Regions from separate parts of the Sus scrofa genome. Here all the other regions are linked to region 1. The links are chromatin contacts, called in public HiChIP or PLAC-seq maps. All regions are on one chromosome and are shown on one strand. The core of a region is the stretch at or near the end of the contact, and the rest is flanking DNA. Distances in the headings are between cores, read along the strand shown.

Evidence for each region. HiChIP or PLAC-seq counts read pairs in DNA pulled down with a chosen protein or histone mark.
Region 2: an H3K27ac HiChIP or PLAC-seq map of skeletal muscle shows a contact between it and region 1. The contact joins two enhancer-like sites. A contact is called at or near these places in 1 of 5 promoter capture datasets (liver), 18 of 47 Hi-C or Micro-C datasets (alveolar macrophages, embryonic fibroblasts, epiblast stem cells and 8 more) and 1 of 2 datasets of contacts at active chromatin or transcription factors (skeletal muscle).
Region 3: a contact with region 1 is called in an H3K27ac HiChIP or PLAC-seq map of skeletal muscle. The contact joins two enhancer-like sites. A contact is called at or near these places in 1 of 5 promoter capture datasets (liver), 16 of 47 Hi-C or Micro-C datasets (alveolar macrophages, embryonic fibroblasts, heart right ventricle and 6 more) and 1 of 2 datasets of contacts at active chromatin or transcription factors (skeletal muscle).

What each region holds. Positions count from the first base shown.
Region 1 is chr7:51,149,272-51,152,965 of Sscrofa11.1, reverse strand. ADAMTSL3 (ADAMTS-like protein 3) reads left to right here. Exons shown (of 29, transcript XM_021098874.1): 11 at 1,676-1,814; 12 at 2,944-2,994; 13 at 3,683-3,694. Among named protein-coding and RNA genes, the nearest start is that of SAXO2, 170 kb to the right of the region's middle. Within about 2 kb of position 2,060, at least 1 of the 83 cell types and tissues checked has an H3K27ac peak or open chromatin away from gene starts, as enhancers often do. A contact at or near this core is called in skeletal muscle, where this site is marked.
Region 2 is chr7:51,057,537-51,061,230 of Sscrofa11.1, reverse strand. The region is part of intron 23 of ADAMTSL3 (ADAMTS-like protein 3); the gene reads left to right. Among named protein-coding and RNA genes, the nearest start is that of SAXO2, 82 kb to the right of the region's middle. Within about 2 kb of position 1,935, at least 8 of the 83 cell types and tissues checked have an H3K27ac peak or open chromatin away from gene starts, as enhancers often do. A contact at or near this core is called in skeletal muscle, where this site is marked.
Region 3 is chr7:51,074,633-51,078,326 of Sscrofa11.1, reverse strand. The region is part of intron 20 of ADAMTSL3 (ADAMTS-like protein 3); the gene reads left to right. Among named protein-coding and RNA genes, the nearest start is that of SAXO2, 99 kb to the right of the region's middle. Within about 2 kb of position 2,141, at least 3 of the 83 cell types and tissues checked have an H3K27ac peak or open chromatin away from gene starts, as enhancers often do. A contact at or near this core is called in skeletal muscle, where this site is marked.

The sequences.
Region 1 (3,694 bases), core at 811-3,310:
CTGGTTTTGAAAAATTAGCTTTTTTAAAACTTAACATGACACTTATGTCATGTCAGGAAACCTGCAATCAAACCTTCCAGGAAATAGAAGCATCATTTTGTGAGTTGTTTTTTTAAATTTACATCACTCATCCATTTGGGTATGTTCACTTTTCTCAGAGACTGTACCAACTGGATTTAATAGGATCAGAAAGTGCTCATTCCTTCTTTGAAGGCTTAAGGGTCAGGGGGAGGCATAGTGGAGCATTTTGATTCTTTGTGTATAGACAGTGCTTCTTTCCCCATTTAGAAAGTTTATTGTCATCAGCAGTACCCTAGGTACTATAGGACAGGAAAATGTACAAGCAATGGAATATTGTACAGAAGATGCAATGACCCAGCACAAAGGTAGCTTTCAAAACTCCTGTGTTGAGTGAGAAAAGTAGAAAACAGAACAGGATTTAAAACACAATATCATTCAAAAAAAAAAAAAAAAAAAAGGAGTTCCCTGGCGGCTCAGTGAGTTAAGTAAGGATCCAGCATCATCACTGCTATGGCATGGGTTTGATCGCTGGCGTGGGAACTTCTGTATGCCATGGGTGCAGCCAAGAAATAAGTAAATAAATAAATGAACAAGCAAACAGATACATAAAAAAAAACACAATATCATTTATTTGGTTAAAACGAATGCACACAAAACAACATTAGATGTATATGAAGGGTCCTTATAAATAGGTCCTTTATAAACAATAAATAGGTGTGTTTGGAGGATTGTAATGGGAGTGGTAATAGGAGGAGAGGAGAGGTAGGGAGACAAGAGTGGGCCTAGCATGGTGCCATGATGATGGTGAGATGGGACAATGAACTGAGGACAATGAATACTTAACCCTTTGAACCTGAGGTCCAAACATTTTTAAAGGAGTCTATCGTAACTGAGTTATAAGTACTGAGACTAACACCATCAGTTCAAAAAGTCATTCTCCATCTTGGCCACACATTTTAATCGTCTTAGGAGAACCCAAGACTTTCTTTAAAAATACTGATATCCCATTGGTTTATTTTTGCTCTTATTTCTATTGCTTTGGGAGACTGACCTGAGAAAATATTCATGATGTTGATGTCAGAGAGTGTTTTGCCTATGTTCTCTTCTAGGAGTTTGATGGTGTCCTGTCTTATATTTAAGTATTTCAGCCATTTTGAATTTATTTTCGTGCATGGTGTGAGGGGGTGTTCTAGTTTCATTGATTTGCATGCAGCTGCCCAGGTTTCCCAGAAATCTTGCTGAGTAGAATTTCTTTTTCCCATTTTATGCTCTTGCCTCCTTTGTCAAAGATTAATTGACCGTAGGTGTCAGGGTTCTCTATTCTGCTCCATTGGTCTGTCTGTCTGTTTTGATACCAGTAGTACAGTGGGGAAAAAATAAGTAAAAAAAAAAAAGAAAGAAAGAAAAATAAATAAATAAATAAATACTGATATCCTGGACCTAGCTGCAGTGTTTCTGATTTTACTGGATCAGGGAAGGACCTGAGCACCGGTGTCTATCAAAGGCTCCCCAGTGGTTCTGTTAGACAACCAGGCTTGAGAACCACTGAGCTAAGTTTCTTAAAGAGGAAAAGAAAGTCTGTGGCAAGTGATAACTCTGCCAAGGAAAGACTGCATGGAAGCAATAGTCAGACTCTGCTCTTCTGCTGCTTTAGGTTATCAGCTCAATTCTGCCGAGTGTGTGGATATCCGCTTGAAGAGGGTGGTTCCTGACCATTATTGCCATTACTACCCTGAAAATGTGAAGCCCAAACCAAAACTGAAGGAATGCAGCATGGATCCTTGCCCGTCAAGGTTTGTGCAATTGCCCGTACCCTTTTTTCCGTTAAAAAAAGAATGCCCGTACCCTTTTTTCCGTTAAAAAGATACAGATCAACTGGATCAGCTGAGACTGATCCATCCTGCCCAGGGGACACATTTCCATTGCGTGACCTTGAACGTGCCCTGGTGGCAAGTGCCTGCATTCACAATCATAACCGTGGTCCGTAGGAATTAGACTCATCAGCCCACTCAGTCTGGCTCTCTCTCTTGTGGGCGCTCTGTTGCAGGAGAGGCTCTCCTGCAAATACAGCCTGAAAGGTCTCTATCCAAGTACAATCTCTAGGCCACGTGCCAGCCATAAATATCTGTAACTCACCGTTTTTAGCTTTTTAAACTGGATCGCCCATGACCAGTTTTGACTTTTGAAGTGTGCACATATAAATTCAGTGTAAATAATGCATTGTGCAAGGAAGTGAAAAGGTTTAATGCCAGAGCAGAGAAGCTGTGCATAAACTATCCTGCTGCATAATTTAGTACCTGATGACTTGGATTGCCTGGGGAAGTTTCCTGGCTTTACTACAATATCTTAAAATAACAGCATGATATCAAGTCCCCGAATCCCCCCACTTTCTGCCAGCTGGCTAAGGCAGAAGTGTGCAAGTGGAAAAGGAAGCAGTCTCAGTGCATTTCATTTCCTATCACGAAATTGTGCATTTCCTGTAATCCCAGGTGTAAGAATTATTAATAGAGGCTTTTTCAAAGAACAAATTCTGTGAAATAAAATGATTTTCTAATGCTCCTACTAACATGACTGTGTGTTAATATCATTCATATATTTTATCAGAATAACCTTTTAAGGTGATAAAAGAGGATAAATGTAGATTTACCCAAATTAAGAGGAACTCCTTCCTTTGATGAATACACACCACTAGTTCCATTTTCTCTATTTTCATGCAGAACTGGGGAAGTTGTGTGTCAGAGATGTTCCTAAAAATTAAGGAGATGATGGCTGAGTGTGGGGGGACTTGGTTCATAACACTTTGTATACTTAGTTTCTCATTTGAAAGAGCTCTGTCTCTTGGGATGTCACATCTATACTAGTCATATTAATACATGTGTTAATTGATTAGAAATTACATTTTCACAATGATTTCATTTGTAGCGATGGATTTAAAGAGATCATGCCCTATGACCACTTCCAACCTCTCCCTCGGTGAGTTACGTGTTTCCTTTCCTTTTTATAACCTGCTCTAAGTAGTTTGCAAGGAGCTGTGGTACCCATCGCAATAGTCTAAAATGCAAGAGGGATAGATTTGAGACCCTCATAAAGAGCTAAGAGAACACAGACTTCAACTCCATAATAAGAAACATCTTTTTGTGAATTAGATGGAATAGGCTGCTTCAAAAGATGGTGTTTTCTGTCACTGGTGATGTCAAGCATATCTTGGATAACTGGATATTACAGGAGGTGCTCAAGCATCACAATTGATCAGAAATTTGAATTCCCTTTTAAACTAAGATGACAAGTATCACTCTTTCCCACTTTAAGTTTCTATGATTCCCTAGTAATGCTGTTTATTGGTGTTCGATGGTTTAGAGACAATTTGAAGATGCTTTCCCACTCTGTGGTTTAATTTGTTTGATTCTCACAATGGCCCTATTGTGATAATACACCAGGGCAGGTGTGTTACTCCCACTTGATAGTAACCTTAGGGTCAAAGGAGTGAGTACCTCGCAACTTCAGATTGTGTGTAGCAGTTAAGAGTCAAATCCTAAGATTCCAAGTCTCATGCTCTTTCAGCAGAACCACAGCTGTTATCCTAAGGCTGTACCTTTGGAAATCAACTTTGCCAACTTGAAACAAATAACACATAAAGTGCTTTTACTTGTTTGCTTTTGAGCTGGGAACATAA
Region 2 (3,694 bases), core at 686-3,185, 92 kb after region 1:
TAGTATATGACCATTACTGAGTTACATGTGCAGGCTACTCTCATCTCTGAAACAGGAGGCACACCCTGCGAATGGAAAAAGCCACCTTGGTTATCATCTAATCCAGTCCCTCATTCGGTAGACGAGGATGTTGTAACGTTTACAAACATGAATAGTGCTTTATGCAATTACATTTTCATAGTGCAAATTAAGATTATTTCTGTCAGTCAGTGGCATGTATAAATTTTTCTTTCATTTTCAGTTGCCCTCAAAATGTTTTCTACTCAGGAGAGTGAGCTTATGTGTTCATACGTTTTGATCGGATTCACAGTTAGAGCCAAATATGTTTTATTTAACCTACGTGGTATAGATATGAATAGGGACTTCCCTAGTCGCTCTTAGATGGTATTTCTAATAAAGATGTCAAATTATAGAACCTGAAAATCTGGGTTTCTAAGGGTTAAAAGTTCTAAGTTGTGAGGCTTGTCTTATTCTTTTTAAAAAGTTTCTTCTAAAAATGGGAGGGGGGAAGGAATTGTAAGCCAACTATACTCCAATAAAATTAAAATTTTAAAAAGGAAAATAAGGGATTTTCCTTAAAAAAAAAAAAAAATAGGGGGTGGGGGTTTGTGGAATAGTTTAAACTGCTCCTTCTCTGCCCCCTGCTGGTAAGAGAGGAAAGCTCATCTGAGGAAAATGACCAGTAAACATCAGTAGCTGCATATTTTATTTTTTCTTGTGTTAATGCTTAGTAAGAACATTACTTATCCTGTCATTTTCTGTTACGTGTGTATTCGGTTGCTTGTTTTTCTTATTCCTTAAGCTCGTCAGAGGTGCAGCTGACCCAAGTCTCTGCTCTGAAGTGTTCTTATGTGTTGGACTCCTCTTTAGTCTCTAAGAAATCTTCTTGCCACAGATTGGAATGAGGTTGAGCCAGAAAGATGGTGAACCCCAAATGGATGGCACTGCCAATACTACCAGTGGCCCAGCTCTAAAAGTGTAGAACTTGTCTTAAACACAGAATGTGCTGACGACTACTCCTTAGAGCAAAGTAAAATTCTCTGGGAGAGTTGAAGATGCCTCAGAGTTAAAAATGAGTGAACAAACAGAAATGTCTGATAATGCTAGTTACAGAACATAGGTACATACCTGCCTCAGGGGGAAAGGTTCTACCACTACGGGCTTCACCTGGCCTCCTACCAGGGAGCTGGCATACATAGGATTTACAAAGGACACATTAGCAATGAACACAGAGGAAAATAAATTTAAAAATATATATTAGCAAACTGAAATGTATATAACTAAGAAGGGTTTTTCCCTGGAATGCAAAGTTTTTTAACAGTTAAAAAATACCTCCTTTTGGAGTTCCCATCGTGACCCAGCAGTAAAGGACCCAACTAGTAGCCATGAGACCACAGGTTTGATCCCTGGCCTTGCTCAGTGGGTTAAGGAACTGGCATTGCTCTGAGCTGTGCTGTAGGTTGCAGATGAGGCTCAGATCTCATGTTTCTGTGGCTGTGGTGTTGGCCAGCAGCTGCAGCTCGGATTCAGCCCCTAGCCTGGGAACTTCCATATGTCATGGGTGTGGCCCCAAAAAGACAAAAAAGAAAAAAGAAAAAAAATACTTTAAGAAGGCTGTCATGGGTTGGCTCTTCTGAAAGCAGACACTAAGATGCAGTGTGGTGTAAGGGGTCCCTGTGGAAGGGAGGGAGCAAGCAGGATGGGACAAAGGGCAAAGGAGGTCTGTGGTACAAGCCCACAAAGCCTTGCCATGTCCAGGGGAGCTCGAAGCATGCATGGCTCATCAGGCTTACCTAACGGTGACCTCCAGTGGCCAGGCCTTCAGGCAGCTGCCTCCATCAGTCACTAGAAGGGGCCCTCTCCAAGCAGGGCATGCTCTCTGGAGAGCTGAGGCAAACTGTTAGGGAGATGACAGCTGAAAACAGGCAGCAGCTGGGATACCAAGGCCTTCCTTGAAGGGCCATCTGGACGGGGCATCTCCAGTCTACCCTAGAGATCTAAGGAGATAACAGTGATCATCTTACACATGTTGAACAAGCATTTGATAAGTCCCAGTACGGACTATTAAACAATGTTGAAACCTCTTGGCACACCAGTAATAGAAGGGATCATCCTTATCCTGGCTTTTTTTAAACTTAAGTACCTATCAAAAAAAAAAAAAAAAAAAACCCATAGCAAACATCTTGCTCACTTGAATGGTGAGACTATAAAACTTTCCTATTAAAGTCAGAGGTGGGAGTTCCTGCTGTGGTGACATCTTGGGAGCTCTGAGAGGCAGGTTGCGTGCCTTGCCAGGCACTGTGGGTTAGGGATCTGGCATTGCCGTAGCTGCACCTTAGGTCATGACTGTGGCCCAGATCTGATCCCTGGCCCAGGAGTCCCATATGCAGCCAAAAAAATAAAAATAAAAAAGGTCAGCCAAGGGAAAAAAAAAAAAAAGATCAGACAGTATAATTAATTATCTACATTGAAAATCCAAGAAAATGTCAAAGTTTCAGATCTCTAAATTCAGAGTGATTCCAATTATTTAAGAAAAGAGCCTTACAGGATTGCTAGAATTTATCACATTGATCCTGTGATTTATATGAAAGAGCAACTGACCAAGAATAGCTCCAGCATTTTTGAAGAATAACAAGGTAGTTCAGATTTGCTCTATCAGGTATAAAGAGTTATTATAAAGCTAGAATAATTCCAACAGTGTGGTATTGGCAGATACATAGACAAATAAATGGAATATATAGCCCACAGCAGATTCAAGCATATATGAAAAAAAGTGTTTAATAGCAGCACATCAAAAATCAATAAAGGACGGACTATTAAACAATGGTAAAAAGATAATTTGTTTTGACAAATATATATAACAACTCTACCAAAATAAATTCTAACAAATACCTAAAATCTGAAAAGCTTTTATAATAAAAGAGATAGCTTTATGATTTGGGGATGGGGAGCGTCCAAGAAGTACAAAGTATAACATGAAAGATGTAATAGATAGTGATGATGGTTACACAACTCTGAAGAAACTAGAACTACTGAACTGTATACCTTAAAAGGGTGAATTTTATGATATGTGGGTTATATTTCAATAAGCTATTATTACAAAGTGATAAAAATTTTTTATGTTAAAATTTAAAAGTTCTGACCCTGTAAGACACTATCAACAAATTTAAAGGTCAAGCCACAATTATTGGCAAAAATATTTGTTATACACTATCCAGAATATATAAATAGTTTCTATGAATCAATGTAAGTAACAACCCCAAGTAAAAATAGCAAAGGATATGAACAAGTAGTTCTCAGAAAGTGAAATCCTAATAAGTGTATGAAAATGTTCTCATTCTAACTAGTAATCAAGAAATTAAAATAGAAGTAAGTTTCCACTTCATACCTATTAGACTAGCAAAACTTAGAGTTTACCTTGCCAACTATCGAGGACTGGCAAGAATATAGAAAAATAAGATCTCATACACTGCTAGTCAGTGTGTATTTTGGAAGAACTACAATAGAGAACAGTTTAGTAAAATGTGAACAGTTCAAAAATGCTCAAAACCAGGAATTCTCCTTGTAGATGTAGCCATTGTAGCAAGGCACAAAGGATTACTAGAATGTACACTGCGGTTTTGTTTGTAATACTGTGTGTGTGAGAGAGAGAGAGAGATTAGAAGAGAAACATAAGGAGTTCCCATCATGCCTC
Region 3 (3,694 bases), core at 892-3,391, 75 kb after region 1:
CTTCCTCTAATCCTTCTCAGCTTCCAGTAACACCCACCCCTGCTGCAGCCCTGGGAAACCCAGGCCAGGCACAGGGCCACCTCGCCAACACCTCTCATGTCCTTGTGTCACCTCCTCCAGCATCCAAAAGCATGTATCTATTTTATCTTTGTTCATTCATTTGTTAGTCATTCAGTAAACAGTAGAAGTTTGCTATGTACCAGGCACTATGCTGAGCCCTAAGGACAGAGGTGATCTTTCTGCCTGGCACATAGTGTTTTCAGTGCCAGATGATAGTATTTCTTTCTTTCTTTCTTTTTATTTATTTATTTATTTATTTATTTATTTATTTATTTATTTTGCTGTTGTTATTTTTTAGGGCCGCACTCAAGGCATATGGAGGTTCCCAGGCTAAGGGTCTAATCAGAGCTACAGCTGCCAGCCTATGCCACAGCCACAGCCACACAGGATCCAAGCCGGGTCTGCAACCTACACCACAGCTCACAGCTCACACCTTAACCCACTGAGCAAGGCCAGGGATTGGAACCGGCAACCTCATGGTTACTAGTCAGATTCGTTTCTCCTGTGCCACAATGGGAACTCCATTTTTTTTTTAGATGATATGATACAAAATGCAACAGGTTCATTCTCTTGTCTCTAAGAACTCAGAGTCCAGTGGGGAGAGACTTAAATAGTCAAACAAAGGTTTAAATAGTCAAACAAAGAGGATGCAGAAGTCCTCTGCGCCCCTGGGTGAGGTCAGGAGAAGTTTCATTAAGGAGGAAACTTTAAGCGGAGTTCTGAAAGATGTGTCCATTCATCAGATCCACATGGGATACAGGAGAATCTGGGAAATGAAAGCAGTAAAGCCAGACGTGGGGGATGTCAAAGGGAGTGATATCCCTCATATTAGAACAGAGGTTGAAGATGGGTTATGATGAAAGAAACAGCTTGAGAAGTTACCTGGAGAGGATCTTGAACTCCATGCTAAGGAGTTTAGGTTTTATCCAAGAAGGAAGTGACATAGTCGGATTTTATTTTGGTTTATTTATTCAGACGGCTTTAGAGCTATATTGGAAAAATATAAGAGGACAGGGAGGGAGTCTCGTTAAGGGGATATGACTGTCTAGGTGAGAGTGTGAAGATGGCAGCAGGAAGGTTGAATTCTAACCGTGTGTCCAGTGTCCCATCCAAGTACCTGATGCCTGGCTAGAGCTGGGACCTAAAGGGACAGTGGTGTGTTTGTAAATGATTACCAAGCAGCTCTGGGCAAGGTGGGGTGGGGAGAGGGGAGAGGTAGCTGTCATTTTACCTTTGCTGATGTCTGTGCTGTAAATACTCCCATCCTGGTTGGCTTGCCGCTACCAATGTGACATCATTAAATGCCGAGCTGGGAGTGGATGTTAACAGTCTCAACCACCTGTGAGCCACTGGGAGGGAGGGCCAGCATGCTAGTGGACTGGGGAGAATCAAGGTGACTCTGGTTTCTGCCTTGGGGAAACTGGTAAAAGATGAAGCCATTAACTTGGGGTGTACAGGAAGAGGACAACTGGGATGGGATGGGAAGGCAGAGATAAAGTGTTTAGATTACAGTACCTTTTTTTTTTTTTTTCTTTTTATTGGTCTTTTTAGGGCCGTACTTGCAGCCTGTGGAGGTTCCCAGGCTAGGGGTCAAATCAGCGTTGTAGCCACCGGCCTACACCACAGCCACAGCAACACAGGATCCGAGCCACGTCTGTGATCTACCCCACAACTCACGGCAATGCCAGATCCTTAACCCACTGAGTAAGGCCAGGGATCAAACCCATGTCCCTCATGGTTGCTAGTCAGATTTGTTTCTCCTGAGCCATGAAGGGAACTCCTAGATTACAGTACTTTAAACTTGGAGTACTAGGAAAGAATTTCTAGGAAGTGGTGGACAGTTAGGTCCAGCGCTTCAGGGAAAGGTCTAGGTTGGACAGATAAACGTGGGAGGCATCAATCTCGAGTTGTTAGTTAGGAATCCAAGATCATCCAAGGAAAAGTTTAGAGCGAGAACAGAAAGAGAGGATGGAAGGCTTAGAGCCTGCTTTGCCGCCAAAGCCCTCTCGGGAGTGGCAGGAGTCAAATGCCAGCAAGGCCAAGCGTAAACATCCAGCGCAGATGGCTTGGGGCAGAAACCTGGCGTGGCACCAAGACTTAGTGTCACGGCACAGATACAGCTGGAAAGAGGGCAGGACACGAGCAGGCAAAGAACAGAGGCAAGTGCTGTAAACAGCCTTGGGCACTAAAGCTGGCCTTGACCAGGTAGGGCAGGCTGGCACAGAGGCCAGAAGGAGGACCTCCAGAAGAAACATCTTTTCATTTTCTGGAAAAGCCAAAAGATGTGGCATTTCTCACATCCAGCATAGTGCGAGAGGTGGGGGCGTGGGTTGTCACCCTCTCATTGCCCCTCGGCCCCTCCTGTAGGGATGCCAGAGGTGCATGGCTACTCTCTGCAGAGTGGATGATGGAGCCGTGTGTCCAGTGTGGTGGTTCTGGGGCATCTCCAGATGCAGGAGGAAGCAGTCACCCCAAACCAGACCAGATGCTTGCTTAAGAACCATGCCTGATGAGACCACCGTCCAGGCACTGCCCTGAAGGAACTCGCAGGAGTCGCAAGAGAGGACGTGGCCCAAGCTCTGGGACCTGGCAGCCTCGCAGAGCCTGTCTAAGCTCACTCCCCAGACACGCCTGCTAGCTGAACTGCTCAATACCTGGCATGAGCAGTCGCTAAACAGGTCTGGGAACAGAGCTGGAACCATGGGGCCTATCTTCCAACAGAGGGGTGTGCAGCCAAGGGGAGCCACTGGGCTGCTTGTTTGCCTCGCCCAGCCATGGGCAGGTCCTTCACTAAGCCCACTCTTGTGCTGTGCACTTTATATAAAAGCACCAACCTGCCACATTCCTCTGATCAAGGTGCTGAGGCTCAGAGAGATTAAATGACTTGTCCAAATGGCAGTGCTAAGATTCAAACTCAGATTCATCTGGCTTACAAGTGCCTTCTCTACCTTTGCTTCTTTGATCACCTGCTTCTTTGGGCCCCAGGCTAGCTTAACTGACCTGCTTGCGTTATCTGCTACAGCTGGCCAGCCTTGTCCTCCTTCTCAGATCCTTCAAATGCATTCACTCACCTCCCCACTCTCACTGCCCTCTTCAGATTTGGTGTACCCAGGGCCAAGCTGTACTAGATTCCGTGCCAGATGGTGGAGACCCAACAGTTTAGACGTGCCCTTGTTTTTTGTGTTTTTGTCTTTTGTCTTTTTAGGGCCACACCTGAGGCATATGGAGGATCCCAGGTTAGGGGTTGAATCATGGCTAAAGCCGCCACAGCCACAGCAATGCCAGATCCAAGCCGTATCTTTGACCTACACTACAGCTCATGGCAATGCCAGATCCTTATTCCCCTGAGCCAGGCCAGGGATTGAACCTGCATCCTCATGGATGCTAGTCAGATTCGTTTCCACTGAGCCACAATGGGAACTCCATAGACACCCCCTTGTTGATGGAAACATTTAACCATTTAAGTCATGCCTCCCCAAACCAGAGCTTTGTAAAATAATTTACATGCATTCACAAAGTTCGCTCAGACTTGCATTCTTTGCTGCTAAAGTGTTAGTTGCGAAATTCACCCCCATCTATGGATGTATGTTGTTATTTATGTTTTAGTTTTCAAATGTTTTAAAAGAGGAAACAA